Linked DNA regions of Mus musculus: regions 2, 3, 4 and 5 are each linked to region 1. A link is a contact called in public Hi-C, HiChIP or PLAC-seq and promoter capture Hi-C data. All regions are on one chromosome and are shown on one strand. Each heading gives the region's core, a stretch centred on a gene start, on an enhancer-like site or on the middle of the called end of the contact. The rest is flanking DNA. Distances are from core to core; before and after follow the strand shown. Region 1 holds the start of Odf2l (outer dense fiber of sperm tails 2-like). Region 2 holds the start of Syde2 (synapse defective 1, Rho GTPase, homolog 2 (C. elegans)). Region 3 holds the start of Selenof (selenoprotein F). Region 4 has its middle 16 kb from the start of Gm35187. Region 5 overlaps Hs2st1 (heparan sulfate 2-O-sulfotransferase 1).

The links. Promoter capture Hi-C pulls out the DNA fragments that hold promoters and counts their contacts. A called contact is a pair of places that touch in the nucleus more often than the background predicts. HiChIP or PLAC-seq counts read pairs in DNA pulled down with a chosen protein or histone mark. Capture Hi-C pulls out chosen DNA fragments and counts their contacts.
Region 2: a contact with region 1 is called in a Hi-C map of CD8 T cells, with 8 times the contacts expected there. The contact joins the promoter of Syde2 here to the promoter of Odf2l in region 1. A contact is called at or near these places in 1 of 484 Hi-C or Micro-C datasets (CD8 T cells) and 1 of 115 datasets of contacts at active chromatin or transcription factors (astrocytes).
Region 3: a contact with region 1 is called in a promoter capture Hi-C map of adipose tissue. The contact joins the promoter of Selenof here to the promoter of Odf2l in region 1. A contact is called at or near these places in 14 of 39 promoter capture datasets (the 3T3-L1 cell line, 3T3-L1-derived adipocytes, the C10 cell line and 9 more), 11 of 484 Hi-C or Micro-C datasets (CD4 T cells, CD8 T cells, LSK cells and 6 more), 9 of 115 datasets of contacts at active chromatin or transcription factors (the SCID.adh cell line, astrocytes, bone marrow-derived macrophages and 6 more) and 3 of 9 other capture datasets (adipose tissue, liver and pancreatic islet).
Region 4: an H3K4me3 HiChIP or PLAC-seq map of forebrain shows a contact between it and region 1, with 5 times the contacts expected there. The contact joins the enhancer-like site here to the promoter of Odf2l in region 1. A contact is called at or near these places in 10 of 39 promoter capture datasets (the 3T3-L1 cell line, 3T3-L1-derived adipocytes, cranial neural crest and 5 more), 4 of 484 Hi-C or Micro-C datasets (CD4 T cells, Th1 cells, brain and 1 more), 7 of 115 datasets of contacts at active chromatin or transcription factors (astrocytes, epiblast stem cells, extraembryonic endoderm stem cells and 4 more) and 2 of 9 other capture datasets (adipose tissue and liver).
Region 5: a contact with region 1 is called in a promoter capture Hi-C map of embryonic stem cells, with 3 times the contacts expected there. The contact joins the enhancer-like site here to the promoter of Odf2l in region 1. A contact is called at or near these places in 8 of 39 promoter capture datasets (the 3T3-L1 cell line, the C10 cell line, the HPC-7 cell line and 3 more), 1 of 484 Hi-C or Micro-C datasets (the G1E-ER4 cell line), 1 of 115 datasets of contacts at active chromatin or transcription factors (pancreatic cancer cells) and 1 of 9 other capture datasets (liver).

The regions. Positions count from the first base shown.
Region 1 is chr3:145,116,546-145,120,035 of GRCm38.p6, forward strand. It overlaps Odf2l (outer dense fiber of sperm tails 2-like), which reads left to right and starts at 2,044. Exons shown (of 17, transcript NM_001162538.1): 1 at 2,044-2,237. Gm40163 (a long non-coding RNA gene) reads right to left here and starts at 1,868. Exons shown (of 2, transcript XR_867692.2): 1 at 1,798-1,868; 2 at 277-570.
Region 2 is chr3:145,986,340-145,989,801 of GRCm38.p6, forward strand. It overlaps Syde2 (synapse defective 1, Rho GTPase, homolog 2 (C. elegans)), which reads left to right and starts at 1,531. Exons shown (of 7, transcript NM_001166064.1): 1 at 1,531-2,830. The coding sequence starts at 1,660. It overlaps Gm35352 (a long non-coding RNA gene), which reads right to left and starts at 1,156. Exons shown (of 3, transcript XR_376174.3): 1 at 1,033-1,156.
Region 3 is chr3:144,568,303-144,571,922 of GRCm38.p6, forward strand. Selenof (selenoprotein F) reads left to right here and starts at 2,125. Exons shown (of 5, transcript NM_053102.2): 1 at 2,125-2,497. The coding sequence starts at 2,423. Hs2st1 (heparan sulfate 2-O-sulfotransferase 1) reads right to left here and starts at 1,914. Exons shown (of 7, transcript NM_011828.4): 1 at 1,432-1,914. The coding sequence starts at 1,555.
Region 4 is chr3:145,905,506-145,908,712 of GRCm38.p6, forward strand. No RefSeq gene overlaps it. Among named protein-coding and RNA genes, the nearest start is that of Gm35187, 16 kb to the left of the region's middle. Within about 2 kb of position 1,271, at least 23 of the 459 cell types and tissues checked have an H3K27ac peak or open chromatin away from gene starts, as enhancers often do. A contact at or near this core is called in forebrain and liver, where this site is marked.
Region 5 is chr3:144,434,440-144,438,068 of GRCm38.p6, forward strand. Hs2st1 (heparan sulfate 2-O-sulfotransferase 1) reads right to left here. Exons shown (of 7, transcript NM_011828.4): 5 at 3,156-3,253; 6 at 1,023-1,180; 7 at 1-275. The coding sequence ends at 49. Among named protein-coding and RNA genes, the nearest start is that of Gm34434, 54 kb to the left of the region's middle. Within about 2 kb of position 1,297, at least 7 of the 459 cell types and tissues checked have an H3K27ac peak or open chromatin away from gene starts, as enhancers often do. A contact at or near this core is called in embryonic stem cells, where this site is marked.

The DNA.
Region 1 (3,490 bases), core at 794-3,293:
TTTATGTCATAAACCATGTGACATTCGTGATTTATCTCTTCTTGCATTGTTATAACATCGTAGCAATGACTCTTGCATTGTAAATTACTTACTAGGCTGAGGAGAAAGTCAATATATTGAAGTTCCAGTATCTAAAATTACATGTTTTTATTTTTAAACTCCCACCTTTTCTGCTTTCAGTTACAAAAACCTCTTTTGGCATTTACCTACCATTCTTTGACAGCCATAATCAGGTAAAAGCAGCTTACATATATGATTAAATATGCTGAGAAGTGATAGTGGGAAGATAATAAAAATCTTTATTTTCCACAATTAAGTCAGTACTTGGAGAATTGCCTTCAGAGAACGATCACTCTCCAGGGAGGAGTAGCATGCAGCTCCCTGCTGTGGAATGAGTGTGTCCCTTCCTCCCACTAACCCTCAGTGTGTAGGCACTTGGAGTGGAGGCCTTGGCAGGCTGATTGGGTTACAGGAGTAGAGTCCTCATGATGAGATCTGTGTCCTTACAGGAGGTAGGTGAGATCTTGCTTCTTGCTCAAGTGAGAATACAGCAAGGAGGCTTCCAACCATCTGTAAGCATTAGGAACAGACAACTCACTAGCAGCCAGATTGGTTGATTCTTGAGTTGGGTCTTCTGAGATTCTAGAAATGTGATAAATATGTTTCTGTTCTTTAAACAACTCAGCCTACGCTACTTTCTTATACAAGGCTGAATTAAGACGTCTATTACCAGTCTATCCATGGCTGCTCATGTACCCAGCATGTCCATATTGAATGTCCCAGGCAACAGAGAGAAGAGCTTCAAGCTACTTATGCAGAAGGTGCATATTGAAGTGGCTTGTTGTTTTTGACTGTGGAATATCATTCCATTGTATTGAATATGTAATCAATTTTCCTGCTGGTAAACATTCAATCTACTTGCCATTTTTAGCTATTATAAACAAACTTGCTATTTATGACTTTCTTATAGAATATTTCATAAACATGTATTTTCATTTTCCTCACCTAGGCGAACAGCTCCCTATGGAAACTCCCTAAGAAGCACAGCATCTGGCTCTGAAGAGCTTGTACTAGCCATACTGAAGGGCCGACAGTTCAGCTCCTAGCTGACATTTCCCATAGCTACCATTTTACTCTATCTACTAGAAGTATGCGCTGCTTCGATATGCTGTTCATTTTTATATCTCTTCCTGTGGTGGAACCTGAGGGAGTGGAGCGGAGGAACGAGGCAGACTAACGCCGCATGCAATAGCCAACTTTATTCAGAGCATCAGACAGTGTATACCCTGAGTGCTAAGAAAGGTCACTTGAGTATATAAGAAGGACAAGGTGCACGCGGCAAAAACATGTTTGTTTGTTTGTTTCCCATAGAGGCAAATAAATGGATAATAGCCAGTTGTACAAAAACTCGGACGTAAACTCACTCCTATCTACTACACCTGGGAGGTGCATGAAAACATTCCAAGAACAATGACAAAACTCCCAAAATCTCATAAGGAAAACAAAACAAAACAAAATAAACAAACAAAAAACCACTACTAGGTCCTACCAAGATCTCATTTGGCCGGTTCAGCAGTTTAGAAAGCACAGCAGCTTTATCTAAGGACTTAGGAGGACTTGAACGACATTTTGGAGAACCTGCTGACTATGTTTTTAAAGAAGAAAAACTCCTGTGGGGGATAATGCCATACACTGGAAAGGTTTTTCTGTCTTGGGTTTTTTCAAATCCTAGCTACAAAAAAGGGCAAAAGCAGGGAAGTCATTTTTCGATCCAGTGTCAAGAGACTCGGAACGGACCTTCCTTCCCTGCTAGGATGAGAGCGGTTGAGATTTTCGGTCAGCGACGCACAAAAGCTACGCCTTTTCTCAAAGCTAAAGCTTTTGAAAAATCTCACTAGAGAAACCAGAGCAGAGACAACCCCCCGCCGGCCACGCCCCCTCACTCCCTCCAATCACAGCAGGAACGGCGCTCGCGCTCTAGAGCTCCCGACCAATTAGCTGCGTCGGAGCGGGCCGATGAGGGCGGGGCGTCCGTTTCCACAGAAACCGCAGGCCGGTTACTAGCAACGTTGAGCTCCAAGGTGGACGCGCTCAGGCCGCCGCTGCCTGTTCTGGTGACTCGTCAGCTTCTCTCCCCGCGCTCCCTGCCCTTCCCTCTGGCCTCCTACTCTCTCTGCACTCTCCGCCTGCTGCAGTGACCCAGGGCCGGGCAGGCCTCAGAGAGGCCTCCGGCCATTGTAGGTAGTGGCGGCGGCGGGGGATGACGTCAGGGCGACGGGCGGACGGGCGGGCGGGCGCGAGTCTGGGGTGGGCTCTGAGGGCGGGCCGCGCGTGACCCTAGGCACCCGGAAGTGAAACCCGTGGTGCCCACCCCTCCTGAACAGTATGTGTTTGGTGCTCAGGTCCTCACTGTCACCCAGAGGAAAGCGGACATTGTGCCCCTGCTTCCCGCGGTGTGGTCTCGGGGCGCCGGGGAGAAGTTAGCGGGGGATAGGGTCCCTGCAGAGCGAGGGTCCGGGTTTGGGGGTGTTTCCGACATAGTGTTTTCCTAATCTTGAGCTCACCCGATGCCAGTCCAGTTCTTGACGTACCCCGAGTCATGTCCCCTGTCTCTGGCACTGAATATGTCAGTTGAGTAACCTTAACCTAACGGTGGCTGCTATTGGTGACCCTAAAGACCAAGTTTCTCTGTCACGCCATGGCTTACAAGGGTGTCAAATGTTTGAGGGTACGAGTGCCTCTGGTTTAGGTAAAGGATCAAACTGTAGAAATCGTGCCTGTTTGTAAGCTTTACTTCATACCTTTGATTAATGGTGAGACCGGCCATATTTGTAATTTTTAATAGCAAAGTATTATTATTGCTGTTTTCTGCTAATTCTACAACTGGTGTATATTAATAGTTTTAGTCTTTGCTTTTCGAGCGTCTCAAGATCTGAGCAGATAGCCTCATTTATTCGTCACTTTTGTTAACTCCATACAGACAAATGGGAGTCAGGATGAGTATAGAAACGATCCGTTGCAGGCCACTGATGCCCCCAACCCCCACCCTCTGGTTTAGTAGTTCTCCATTTATGACTGCTTCAGCAATGACTTTCTACAAAGAACAGATAGGTCTTCAAGGTTGTTCTGTAAAATCAGTTCTGATCAACTCAGGCTTGTAAGTAAATTTAAGGTAGGTTGGTTAATTCAGGATAATTACTTTAAAAAGGAGAAAGTGGAAAAAACGTGAAGATTGCTGAGCTGCCCCGCAGAGTGGGCCAGATGGCATCTAAGTTTAAAGGTGGGATAAAGTAAGATGAGTCCAGGGATTCTACTTCTTGCTCAGTGTGTCACCGTGACTCTAAACCACCCCTGTTGCTGTCCTTGATGGTCATCCGTGGTCCTAACATCTGCAGTATCCTGGGATCTTTAACCAGTGGCCTCTTCTGTCCTTTCATTGTACCAGTCCTCAGTTTCTTTCCGTGACACTTGCAATCCTTGTGTATCCACT
Region 2 (3,462 bases), core at 281-2,780, 870 kb after region 1:
TTGAAGTTTGGTAGAACCTGAGACCTAGTCTGTGTGGGAGCTGACTCCATGGTGAAGAGGAGGATGGGTAGGTAGCCCTTCAGCCTCCCCTCTGCATTCCTGTGTTTTGGAGTGAGTCTCAGGTCACAAAGCAATGGCTCCTCACCTCCAGGGTGTGGGTCTTGATACAATTGACTCAAATCTTTAGGCTTGAAAGCTTTGCCTTCACCTGAGGGGCACTCCTGTCAGTTTCTTTGTTCCTTTGTTTAGCTTTTTGAGAGAGGGCCTCAGGCTGTCCTCCTACTGCCTCCATCTTAAGCCTCCTTCCACAAGCAAGTATACCACCACACCAAGCCTAGCACAGGGAAGATTACACGCATACAGATACAGGGGGATGACTCCAAAGGCAGAGAGCCAGGCGCTAACAAACGGCACAGATCCAAGTGAGCTGAGAGGATGGAGCGTTTAGGCACAGAAAGCAGCTGGGCTTACATGGAGGACCATACTGGAATAAGTAAGGACCATTCACTCAACTACCACTTTTGGAGGACTTGAGTACCTACTAAGTGCAAGCATGTGCTAGATATTTGTGCGGTATGAGTGGCTCAAAGGTCATTCCCAATGCATAACAACCAAAAAGTATAGCTGAAATCAGAGATGATGGCAACACTGATTCTTATCGATCAGTGCCAGGCCAGGCAGGGTTTGGTATTGAGAGTAGGTATTTCCAAATTTCACCCTTTCTCTATTTCGACCCAGTGAACACTGAATTTCAGTTAGCATTTTTACATTTAAAAGCTGTAAACTAGCGCTTTTAGTTTGGTAGTTGTACCCGGGGCTCTTATCTGTGGTTCCATTTAACAAGTTTTGTTTGATCTAGGGATTAACGTTGGATGAGAAGGTATCATTTTTACAGAAGGAGAAACAGATTTGAAAAAGAGGGAACCGAAGTGATCTAGTACATAAAGGACTTTTTTTAAAAATTCCTTATTGAATAGGATTTGCTACAGATTTCTTTTTTATTGTTTATTTTTACGTGCATGGTTGTTTTACCTGCACCTATGACGGTTTACAACACGCATGCCGGGTGCCAGCGGAGGCCAGAAGAGGGCTTCGGAACCCCTGACACTGGAGTCCTACACCAGAGCAGCCAGCGATCCTTACAACCGAGCGACCTCTCTAGCCCCGCAAATTCCTTTCCAACAGTTCCGGGGAGCAGGGAACCGATCAGAACATCTTGGGGACAACGCTCCTGTGAGATACACCTGCACTCGCACTTGGTCGGTCCAAACAGTCTTTGTTACTCTCAAGCTAGGACTTGCTGCACCGGAGCCCCGCCTCGCGCAGGGGGCAGCGGGGAGGGGCCGGGGCGGTTGGCGGGGTGGCAGCCCGACCCGCTCCACCTTTCCCTCTCTGCAGCCGCGCAGGCCCCGCCCCCGGAGCGCCCACCTCGGGAACGCCGCGTGTTGGCCCGCGCGCCCCGTCGCGGCTCTAGTTCCGGGGCATGCGCGCTGCGGCGCCCGCGCCCCCCTCTACCGACCCGCCGCTGCCGAGTTATGCCAAGTATGTGAGGAGCTGGCGAGGACCGGCCGTGGTCATGGAGAGCCGCCGCCTCCGCCCGCGCGGGACTCGGAGCCCGCCCCGCGCCCCGGGCGAGCCGGGCTGCTGAGGGCGGCGCTCATGGCGGAGCCCCTGCGGAGGACGCTCGGCCGGCTCCGAGAGCGGCACGCTCCCGGCGCGCTCGGGCTGCACGCGGACTCCGTGGCGGCCTCGCTCTCCGAGGGACGCTCGCCGCCCCACGAGCTCGCGGGCCCCGGTATGGAGCGGCCCGCATGGGGGACCGAGCAGCCGGGCGCGCGGGTGCCATGGTCTCGCGGGGCGCAGGAGGCCGCCGCTCTGGGCCGCGCGCTTGCTCGCGCCTCCCCAGGCGCCTGGGGCAGCGGCGACGACGACGGGGAGGACGAGGGCGCCGACTACTACGAGAACCTGCCGGCGGGCTGCGCGCCCGAGGGGGCGGAGGCGCTGCGGGCCTCGCCTTCCCGAGCGCCGGGCTCCTCCCCGGGGATGGAGGGCGGCCGCCTGGAGACGGGCAGGCTGCAGACCCAGTTGCGAGAGGCCTATTATCTGCTGATCCAGGCCATGCACGACCTACCCCCTGACTCGGGCACGCGGCGGGGCGGACCCGCGGGAGCCCGGGCTCAGGGCCAGCAGCCGCCTCTCCCCCGCGGCGCAGCCGTGCGCCCAGCCTGCAGCCTCCGAGGCGGCGACCGCCCTCCGCAGCAGGTGTCCCCGCCCCGGTCGCCTCCGACGGAGTCGAGAGAGGGACGGCCTCCCAGTCCTCGGATACAACTGTCCAGTTGCAGAAGTCTCGAGAGCCTCCGCGTGAGCCGGCGGCCGCCTCTGCTCCAGCGGTGGGCGAGCGACAGCTGCATCAGGTGCGGTGCGCACCGGGACAGGGACGAGCCCCAGCCACGTGGAGGTGGGATGGACGGCTGGAGCCCGGGCAGCCACAGGGCTGCTACGTCCGCCGCTCTCCTGCCTCCCATCTGCCATGACCCCAGCGGGTCCTCGGGACGACCCTTTAAGGATCCTGTGGGGACCTCTGTGATATCCAGCAGCCAAGAGGACCATCCGGAGGATCTTCCCCTCAAGCCACCTGCGGTGACTGTCAAGAAACTGCAGAAGTGGATGTACAAAGGACGTCTGCTGTCCCTGGGGATGAAGGGTCGCGATCGCGGGACAGCACCCAAAGTTCCCGGAGCGCAGACAACCTCTCCAAATTTGGGCAGTTGGAAAGTGCATGAAAACCACGTCCTCTCGGTGACAACGGACCAAAGAATCACACTGACAGGTAGGACACTTTGCAGTCAATATGCTAAGCAGCGCCCTGAGCCTCTAGTGTGGTGGTTTTCAGCCTTTCTGATGCTGTGACCCTTGAATCTAGTTCCTCATGTTTGGTGCCCCCGACCATAAAATTATGTTCGTTGCTACTTCATAACTGTAATTTTGCCACTGTTATGAGACGTCATGCAAATATCTGTGTTTTCCAATGGTCTTAGGCGACCCCAGTGAAAAATTAGTTCAGTCACCACAGGGGTCGAGACCCTCAGGTTGAGAACCACTGGTGTACTGTTTCCCGAGTGGGCTTCTGCGGGTCTCGGGTCGCTGCTAATGTCATACATTAAATCTTGTGGTCTTTGCGCCCCCTCCCTTCCCCTCCTCCCTCTCTCCTGCTTCCTGCTTTTTCCTTCTTTCCCTTTTCGGATTTTTTGTTTTTCTCTTCTCCAAGAGTCAGCGTGCTCCCTCCCTTAGGACAACAGTGAATGAAGGTTTTAAGTCCTTTACATGCATTTAATGTAGGTTTTGATGCGGGAGGAGGGGGGCGCTATTTTAATTTTTTTCTTTTCTTTTCTGTAGCTCTAGGCAAACTCAAAGACTTGGGAAGTTTGTGAGTCTGAATTCGATCCAAGGTAGAATTTTATA
Region 3 (3,620 bases), core at 875-3,374, 550 kb before region 1:
ACTGGATCATGAATGAGGCCAGACTCTGACTGTAAATGTTGTACAGATGAGCCACGTGAAAGGCAAAAGGAGATACTGTTCAACCTTCAATATTTAAACTGAATAACTTTTAGCACATAAAACCTTTCTAAATCCAGTACATACATTCAGTAGTTCTTCAAATTTCACTCTAGAAAGGAGGACTGGACTGCAAGTACCTTTGGCTTCTCTTTCACACGGAGCTGGACATCAATCAAACGATTCTTGCTTTTATAACACTATTCTTTAAAATGTGTTCAAGGCTTCCTTAAAATCTACCAAAAACTTGGAAATATCTACTATATATAAAATTTAAATTCTTTTCTGGTACTTCTTTTCTTGAAAATTAATCCGCACCCCCAAGCTGCATCTAGCTGTTCCTCAAGGTAACTTTAAATCGTGTTTAAGAAACAGGCAAGGTCAAAGTGTATGCAAAAGCTGTTTCCCATATTCAAATTACATTCTCTGAGCTGATTTTCAAGTGTCACATACATTTTTAAATCAAAACGCGTCAATGATTAAGTCCCTGTCTCCAGAGCACTTCCAAATACCAAAGTTCTCCACTATCCGGAAGCACCCGACTATCCGCGCTTTCGACTGCTGTTGCACAAGTTCGCACTCCAATTTTGTGTTTCAAGCACCCTTTTCCATTCGGGCACTGAGAGAGACGCTTTAAGAGACCCATATGGTTCACTCTCCCCACTCTTTTCCTTTCACAAGGTAAACCCTGCAATTCCAAACCCTCAACGTTCCCCTCTTGTACATGCAATCAGCCTAAACTTACGACCCCACTCTGAAGCCCAAATCAACCAGTTTAGCGTCACTCATAAAGAACTTCAGTCCCCCAGATGTCTCCTTTTCGTGCCATCATCGGCTCCGCTGTCCCACACCGCCAGCCTACCAAAGCTGTCAGTTCTAAGGTCCCTTACTGCCCTAGGCTCAGGCATGCCTGCCACTCACTACGGTGAGCCGCTTTCACTCCCCATCATTCCCGGAGTCTCCTTCCATTTCTACCCATCTCCCCGCGACGAATCTCCCCACGACCACCATCCCCAAAGGATCCTGTGCCCAGGTGCCCCTAATTCAAATTCCAGTCCCCATCTCTGCACATGACTGGGGCTTTGCAGAACGATTTGGAAGAGAAGAGAGAGGGAGCGTTTGTGTCCTCCAGCAGCACCAGCTCCAGGCAGACCTGGGTCCCCTCTCTCAGTGAAGGGCCGACGGGGCAGCCCTCTGGCCAGAGACCTCGCGCGTGCAGCTCATCAGCCCAGCTTCCCTCCCCGGTGGCGGGAGCTCGACGTGCCCGGGTCCCAGCTCTCGAGGTTCTCCGAGGCCCCCTGAGGAAGCCCACTTGCTATAGCCGGCAATGCCCACCCGCCAGCCCGGCCCCGGCGCACCGCTCGGCTGCCTCACCTAGCTTCGCCCGGGACTCCTCCAGCTTCTGGATCTGGTTCTCCAAGAAGAGCATCGCCACCGCGAAGGCCACCACCGCCAGCAGCTGCAACTTGGGCGGCATCATAATCCTGAGGAGCCCCATGAAACCCGCCGCTCGCGATCAAGACATACCGCGGGGGGCGGGGAGCGGGGCCCCGAGGGCGACCGAAGCGCCGGGAGGAGACCCCGACCCGGGAGCTGCGCGGACTGCCGCGCCGCAGCGACCCCCTCCTCCTCTCCGGTCTCCCGCCCGCGGGAGCCAGCGCCGGCCGCCTGGTGCACGCTTCTCCCCGGCCCACTCGACGGCCCTGGCGCCCTCCTGCCGCTGCCGCTGCCGCTGCCCCCTGGCTTCGGGACCCCACGGCCGCACGCCCTCTTCCCTCGCTTCCTCCCTTCCCTCCCTCGGTCGCTCGCGGCCGCGCGCTCCTCCGGTGGCGATGCGGCTGCGGCTGCGCCGCCCTCGGCCCGCCCCCTCCCCTCCCCCTCGGCCACCACGCGCACGCCTTGACGCACGCTGCCCGGCAACCAGAGGCTCCACCCCCATCCTCCGGTACAGTGGTGTTCATTGGTCCGAAGAGAGGCCGCTTCTCGCCCTTTCGGTTCGATTTACGGTTGGGTTCCTTGTCACGGGACTCAAGCAAGGCGTTGTCCGATTGGGTAAACTTGGAGGAGGCGGGGCTACTGATGGCCGAGCTGGGGCTTCGTGGATAGCCGATTGAATGTCGTGAATAAGAAGCCCCGGTGTGGGGAGTTTAGGAAAATGCCTAATTTGAATCTCTAAAAGAACCTGAGGACTGTTTAACAATCGATCACTTACAGGCTCCCATGGTCGCCTAACTAACACTCGTCTTTGTGGGATAATAGGCTTGTAGCAGTGGCCTTTCGCGGCGGGTTTCGCGTCAGGCAGTGCAGTGGACGTCCCCGGCACAGGGGTCCTCAGACCCCTGAAGATTGACGGCAGACCGCAGGGATGGCGGCAGGGCAGGGTGGGTGGCTGCGGCCCGCTCTGGGGCTGCGCTTGCTGCTGGCGACTGCGTTTCAAGCGGTGAGTGTGGACCGCCTCTGGGGCTGCCTCAAGGCTGGTCGGAGAGCGCGGATGTGGAAGGGCAAACCCGGGGCCACGCTTGGGAGCCGCCCGTGGAACGGGCTGCCTTAGCGGCCGCTTCCATCCGGAATGAAACGTGGCAGAATTCCAGCCGGAGCTCTAGAGACGATGGTTTCCTCGCTTCAGGCAGCTAGGATCGGTTTTTCAGAGCACAGAGGGTACATAGTCAGTAATGCTTAGAAAGGAGGGACGTTTCTTTGAGTGAGACACAAGTGAATGAAACTACCGCTGCTTACAAACTCCCAAACCTTAAAGGGTTTTGGTCCAGACAAGCGGTTTTCCTCGTTAACCAGACGACACGGGTTCTAAATCTCTGAAAGGAGTTAACCTGGTTTTGACTTACTTAGCTACTCATGAAGCAACTGTATTTTTGGTAAATTCCTCTATGGGAGTTTTCCACCCATATTTACATGTCTTTGTACTTAGGATACTTAAGTGATTTGTCCAAGATTTTGGAAAGTTAAAATTATACCGTAGGTCTCTAAATACTCTGTTCTTCATAGGTCTTATAGTTCACAAACGTTGTCTCTGCTTTTCTTACTTTGTCCAAAGAGTGGATTCTTAGCGTCTTACATTGCAATACAATGTTGTTTTGAAACATCTGGTACTTCAGAAAACACTTAGGGAACATCCCTTTAAACTTTTATACTGGAAACATAAGTAAATTGTTGGCTTTTCCCTCCCATTGTAGTCGTTTGAATGTGTTACCACTACCAAAAGTAACAAAGGAGTAATGTTTTCAAACTATCTTCAAAATCTCAGTAGGCTATGGCTTTGTAAATACCTGCCCCCACCCCCTTGCCAATCAATGTTTTTAAACAATTTAACCATCCTTTATGTTAGTGAAGCAGTTCCCTCATGGATGCACTGTTTGAGCTAGTTGGTGAATTTAACTAAAAACCCAAAGCTACTGTAGTTCTAGTCAGTGCCATTAACAGGGACCGCTCAGTTCTGCTGCTAACTCATCTCCCAGTAAATGACTGACTTCTTTTTCACAGCCGTCTCAGGACAATACTCCAAAAGAGCAGAAGCCTCTTAAGACCTTGCCATGGAGATCACAGAT
Region 4 (3,207 bases), core at 21-2,520, 790 kb after region 1:
TCCGTATTAATTCGTGTCTCACCGCCTGCCCTCTCACCGCCTGCCCAGCCCCCACTACTGCCACCACCACGGGCAACCCTTAATTTCTCCTCAGAAACAAAAGAAATCTAAACTATGTTTGCAGAGGTCAGTTTTTGCAGAAAAAAAAAAATTGTGTGGTCGCAGCGCCCTCTGGTGGTGGCATACTTGTTTTCTCGGTGACTCTCTTGGTCCAGAGAAGCAAGAAAGGACTAGAACCGCTACCCAACACCAAAGAACTAACCTGCAAGAAATCTGCTTCGCAGTGAAGCTGAGAAATCTGCCTTTTGTTTGCCTTTCCTTACTTCTACTTTGCTGAGACCCAGGAACGTGGCACCAAGAGGACCAGGGGAGGGCAGGAAGCTGTCAGGATGTGCCTAGGCCTGGGGCTATCTCAAGACATGGAGAGCACAAAAGCCACCTGTGATCTTGGTGATAGCTCTAATTGTCAGCTTAACACAATTTAGAATCATCTAGAAAGATTCTTACAGCTTGAGACAGGAAGGCACACACTAGTAAAGACTTATACGGTAGATACATAGTGCCGACCTCCTGGTTAGGATGGAAGTTAGACAGGAGCCAGTATACATAGAATGCCTAGGCTGGTGGTGTTCAAGAAATAGTTACAACACCAAGGAGGCTGGAGATAAGGAGTGGAGGAGGGAGGAGGAGGAGGAGGAGGAGGAGGAGGAGGAGGAGGAAGAGGAGGAGGAGGAGGAGGAGGAAATGGGATCACGACTTCTCACGAATGGCTTATATTTATAACCATGGCTTGTGGTTGTAGAAGCAAGAGAGTGAGGTGGCTATTTCACACCAGCATTCAGGAAGGAGAGAGGGAGGGAGAAGAGAGAGAGGGAGGGGAAGGGGGAAAGGGAAAGAGAGTGAGAGGAAGAGAGGTGAAGCCAGAACTGGGCTGGACTTCAAAGCTCAGGCCACTCCCCTCAGTGGCCCACGTCCTCCGGCTAGGCCCTGCTTCTCAAAGGTTCCACAGCTTCCTAAAATGTCTCCACCAGCTAAGAACCAAGACTCCAAACACACGAGCTGTGCTTCAAAGAATGAGACAGCGGGGAACACAGTACCCTGCTTAGGAGAGACTAGAGACTGGGAGCAGAGATTTAACAATATTGCCATCCAACAGAGAAAGTAGGGGTGGATATCTCCTTGCCAGAGGTGCCCTCATTACAAGCCAGCCTTGCCCTTTGCCACCGTTCCCTCTGATCTGTTGAAAGACAGATGGGACAGCCACCTGTTCAGAGTCCATGCCGCTGAGAATGTCACACGTGCTGTTGGCTGGAGAACAGATATTAAATCCTGAGGCGTATCTGCTTGAACCTCAATACCTGCCGGACATCTACTGCCATTGGAAGCACGGCTCTTTGACCTTGACCCAACTGGAAATGGAGAGTGGCCTGTGGACATTGAAAGAACAGAGGGAAGCCGGGCAGTGGTGGCACACGCCTTTAATCCCAGCACTTGAGAGGCAGAGGCAGGTAGATTTCTGAGTTCGAAGCCAGCCTGGTCTACAGAGTGAGTTCCAGAACAGACAGGGCTACACAGAGAAACCCTGTCTCGAAAAAAAAAAAAAAAAAAAAACTGAAAGAGCAGAGGGGGTGGGCTGGGGAGCCAGCCGACAGCAGGGGTGTGTGTGTGAGCAGAGAAGAGTCATTGGAGCGTTGATGGAGTTGGATCTGGAAGGGTTGTAGTTATTGATGTTTGTCAGAAAGTCTATGTTCAGGATGATGATGATGATGATGGTAGTGGGACCAGGCATGGTCCGAGAATCCATGCTGTGTGGTGCTGTCCTAAGAGCCAATAAAGAAGAGAAACAACTAAATCGCTGCCCAGGGAGGGTCCTTTAATAAAATGCTGCTCTACTCCTAGCTATACACGCTGCTTTTACGATTCTCTTCAGAATTGCAAAAACCACCATCCACACTAAAAGAATATGTCAGGCTTCATTTTATATTTTTTATCTTGAGACTTGCAGAAACGTTGTGCAATAGTGCAAAGGGTGTTCTTATGTTCCCTCCTGTTCCACGAAGGTGGACAGCTTACCAAGAGTGGGAACTAGGAGAGGTAAGTAAAAACGAAGATGATGGTGTGCTGTGCAGCCATGCATGGTTGCACGTGGGACACCCGGAATCTGGCCCTGTGGACTGGCTCACTGACTTCCTCCCTCAGGCTCCTGATGTTTCTTCACTGAAGTGGAAATACCATTATACCATAAGCTTGTGGGTGTTGGTAGTGCTTTGTTAACTCAAAACTTCGATCTAAAACTTGGGATATCTGGGCATGGAAGTATCTATCTTTAATCTCAAGACTCGGGAGGTTGTAGCAAGAGGGATTATAAATTCAAAGCCAGGTTTAGGTTACCTAGTGAGACCCTAAAAAAAAAAAAAAAGCAAACAGGGGGCAGAAGGGTTGTTCAATGCATAAAGTGCTTGCCACAGACACAGAAGGACCTGAGCTCAGAGCCCTGGCACACACATAAAAAGCTGAATGAGGCTGGAGAGATGGGTCAGCACTGAACGAGGGTGGAGAGATGGGTCAGCACTGAATGAGGGTGGAGAGATGGGTCAGCACTGGAGAAAGCTTGCTGCTTTTGCCCTTTTGGGCCTACATACATACCAACATACATACATGCTTACTCAAACACACATACAGGCATTGGTGTTCACACACACATGGAGATGGTACACATGAACTGCACACAGAAGTCCTTATCTTTGGAAGGACCCTTTGTATGTCACAATACTGTCTGTCAGTTAAAATGCTACCTTTATCTTGGTGTTTCGGTTGGATGATTAGACAGTGGGTTGGTTAGAGAGTTGGTTGGTTGATTTTGGTTGCTGTCTATACTCCAGTCTGTCGGGGAACTGGGGGCATTCTGAAACTAGCTGGTTTTCCAGCATGACTGAAATACAGATTTGACTCTTCTGAGTGAGGACTCTTATCTTGGTGTGTGTTGTCTAGACTCCCCCCCCCCCTCAGGTAAACATCTCAACCAAGAACTATGACTTTGGCACTCAAGTATCTGTCTTTGTACATTCGGTTAGAGAACTTAATCATAAATGATTTTGCCACACCACATAAGAATCATCTCTTCAGATTGGCGAGTGCTTGGCTATGCCAGCTCCTCACTCTCGGACAGCTCTGAAGACTTTGTGAGATAGCTCCGTGATGGTATTT
Region 5 (3,629 bases), core at 47-2,546, 680 kb before region 1:
GTGACACAGTCAAGTTCCGGGGCAGGAGTGCTCTGGCCACACCTGCGCTCAGTTCGACTTAGGGTAAATCTTTTCGTAGAAAAAGTTCTGGGCCAGGATGTAGAGGTCTCCGTCTTTCTCGCGGACAGCGTGAGCTCGGATGAACTGGAACTGCTCCAGAGCAAACTCATAGAACTCATTCTCCATCTTCCAAATGTCAGACTGCTGCAGCTTCGCGATAGTCTGCTTGGTGGGCAGCTTCTTCTCTGTGGTTTTCCTAAGGTGAGATTTCTTTCCTACTTACGATGGAAAGACAGGAAACATAAATAATTCTTACAGAACACACACAGACATGCCTCTTTACTTGAAGAAGTGGTTTCTGCTAATAAGACAATGTGAAGGGCAAGTAACACATTACCCTATAACATTAATAACATAATCCAGCAAAATCCAGAAAGCTAACCTCATCCGAGGCAGCACCATTACAAGGTGAATCCTTAAAAGACCCAACAAAATGCCCAAGTAGTAAATGCAAGACTCCACTCAGTAAGTGGAGTCTCTCACCCTCTCCACTCTAAGAACCATTTACTTATTTTTAAACAACCACCACTACCAGTGTCCAGTTGTGTGTGTGTGCGTCCCTGGAGTCAGTCCTTTTCTCCTATCACATATCTGGGCTCCTGCCACAAGTGCCCTCACACTGTTGAGCTAGCTTGCTGGCCCTTGCTTATTTAAAAAAAAAAAAAATTTCCGATAAAGCCTTTATCTAGCTTCCCACCACCTATATTTGCTACAATAGTGGAGAATGGAGGGTAGATGCAAACTCTAGGGGAGTTTGAGGTAAGCTGTCACACAAAACCATCAATATCGATGGACTCACAATGGTCTGGACGTGCCCTTAGACAAGCGACTGCAGAAATACAGCCCACGATGGCTGTTCTTGTGTTTAGCCTTCCCACCCCACCCCTCTTCTAGAACCGTAGTCTACTTTATCACAGAGCAAGTCAGTGAGGGCCGTGGAAACCAACCTCCCACACACATACCTGTACGGTAGAGGTCGGTAGCGCCCCGGAAGAATCGGGGCAAAGCTGCCTCGAGCAGCATGATGAAGTCCTCGAGCTCCTCGGTGACTCCCACCAGGAAGTACTCATTAATGAGGTTAGACTTAGCCTGGTCCATGGCCCATCTGCTCCCTACATTCCTGAGACCACAGAAAAGGAATAAAACTCGGTCACGAAATCTGCTAAGTGTTGTGGAGGAAATAGGGAGGCAGGCGCGCAGGCGAGCACAGTAGCGGCAGCGCCCTTAGAGGGCACCTCTGGGAAGGCGACCTGGATTCTAACTCTCCCCACTGCCACACAGACAGACGCTCCTGAAGGGTTCTGGAAATGAACTGACTTTAAGGACGGTTTGTTTGGATCATACGTCCTTTATCTGACTTAGTGTGCACTATGTGTTTTAAAACTACTCTAAAACTTTGCTCATTCTGAGAGCCCCTTTGGTAAAGTAGAAGCAATTTGTGTTTATTGTTTATCTTAATTTGTAAACTCCATGTCTTTTCTTTCCATAAGCTTTAGTGTTTCCTGAAATTCTGAGAAACAGAAAGTAGGTAAGAAGAGGCTCTGCTTACAATCTTTTTGTTTACAGTGTGAGCTAATGTTGTTAACGGGTTTCACCCTAAATAGACTGTACTTCTGGGATCTAATTAGCACCAACATTCTTTACGCTTAACTCTGGCTCTGCATTTTAAGTGCCAATGTGATCCCAAGGCTGTGGCTTCACTCTATTTTCTCAACTATTAAAACAAAGTCAGAACCACAAGCCAAAAAACTGGGTGTGGTGGTGCATTCCTGTTATCCTGGCACATGGGAAGTGGAGACAGGAGGGTTACAAGTTCAAGGGCAGCCTGGGCTACAAGAGATTCTACCTCAAAAGAACCTTAAAGCGGGGAGAAAGAAGGGCTTAGTTGATTTCTAAGGTCTCCCCAAGCTGTGTATGAAATATATGAAGTATCCTCTCTATTTAAAACTCAATTGGGCAATACTTTTCATTATTCAAAAGCAGGGCCTGGCAAACTTTTTCTACAAAAGGCAGAGAGTAAATGTCTTAGGCTTTGTAGGCGATATGGCTTAAACCATATTGTTTAAGTCTGCTATCTCAGCAGATGGTAAATGCACCAGCATTAGTGGCTGTGCTCTATAAAGCTTTATTTACAAAACGCAAGTTCTCTGCCATATCTGGGCCATTGAATTAGTTTCCTTTTCAGAGAAAGTGGCTAAAACCTGAAAGACTCTCCCAGCGTTTCCAATTCTCTTTCTATGAAGATGCTTTGGAGCAGCCTACAGGCAGGACCTTAAACTTTCTGTCAATCTACGCTGCTCAGATAATTTAGAAATCTCTTGAAGTTCCCATTATAGTTTAAGAAATATACTAATTCAGAATGGATTTTGTTTCTGTATTTTTCTATCAAAATGATTGAATAAACCAAGTATGGCAGTGCATGTCTGTTCCCAGCACTGCAGAGTCTGAGGCAAGCGTCTCAAGTTCAGGAAACCAAAGGGCGGGCACACAGCCCGGTGATACACTACTTGCCTCGCTTGTGCAAGGCTCCAGATCTCATCTTTAGAGCCCCCAAAATAAATGGTCGACTAGAATAAATAAATGAGTACAAATATTTAAAGAACTTGGACACAGGACATTCTGGGGATATAAGGTTTTTTTAAAATTAAAATCCCTTCTTACCTCGTGTTTACTAGCTGACTAGATTACAACCACACGTTATAAGAGTATTGTTGGATACTTAAAAACTCAAAATAAGTTTAACAATAAAATCAGATGAATACTTCTTGGCTTTGTTTGATCTACTTGAAGCAGTAAACTTAGGACAAAATAAGGTTTCTGAAATGACCTCTGACCTCTAAGATCCTCTGCTGCAATTCAGCAAAACAGAACTCCAAAGCAAAAATAACTGCAGTTGATAAGCCACACCGTGAGAGCATGTTGACAGTGAACCTTTAAAACCATTTAGAGAAAACAAATCTAGATATTTACATGTCAGGTGAGGTTCGGACTCTCATAATTCTCTATCCAGCCCTGGCTACCCCAGCCCGGCTCATGGGATGTGGGTTATGGAGGTAAGGAAGAAGTTTATTATTTAGTTTCGTTTGTTGTCCTACCAGCATTCTGAGCTGTGGCCACAGAAGAACGGGATCTGAAGCCAGAGCTTCTCTGGAGCACAGTCGGAGCCGCCCTCAGCCACACATTCATCGAAGGTCTGCAGCAAAGACAAGAGCGCGGGCAAGTCAAAAGACTCTCTAAAGGCACGTGTGCTTGTAAGCATAGGATGCCATGGTGTGCAGGAAGGTCAGAGCAACCCTGGGCATCGGCCCTTGCCTTAGCTCTTGTTTGAAACAGGGTCTTTTATCTGCCGCTGAGGGCATTGGGCTACCTGGCCCACAAGATTAAGGGATCCTCTTGTCCTCACAGTACCCGTCTCACCAAAAACCATTGCGAGATTAGATGGTCACCATGGCACCCAGCTCTACATGTCGGAGGGAGCTGAAGCCAGGTCTCCACACTGCAAGGCAAGTGCTCTGCTCAGTGACTCATCTCTGCAGCTCTCAAATGGGTAACACGGTAAGTTAGGAAGG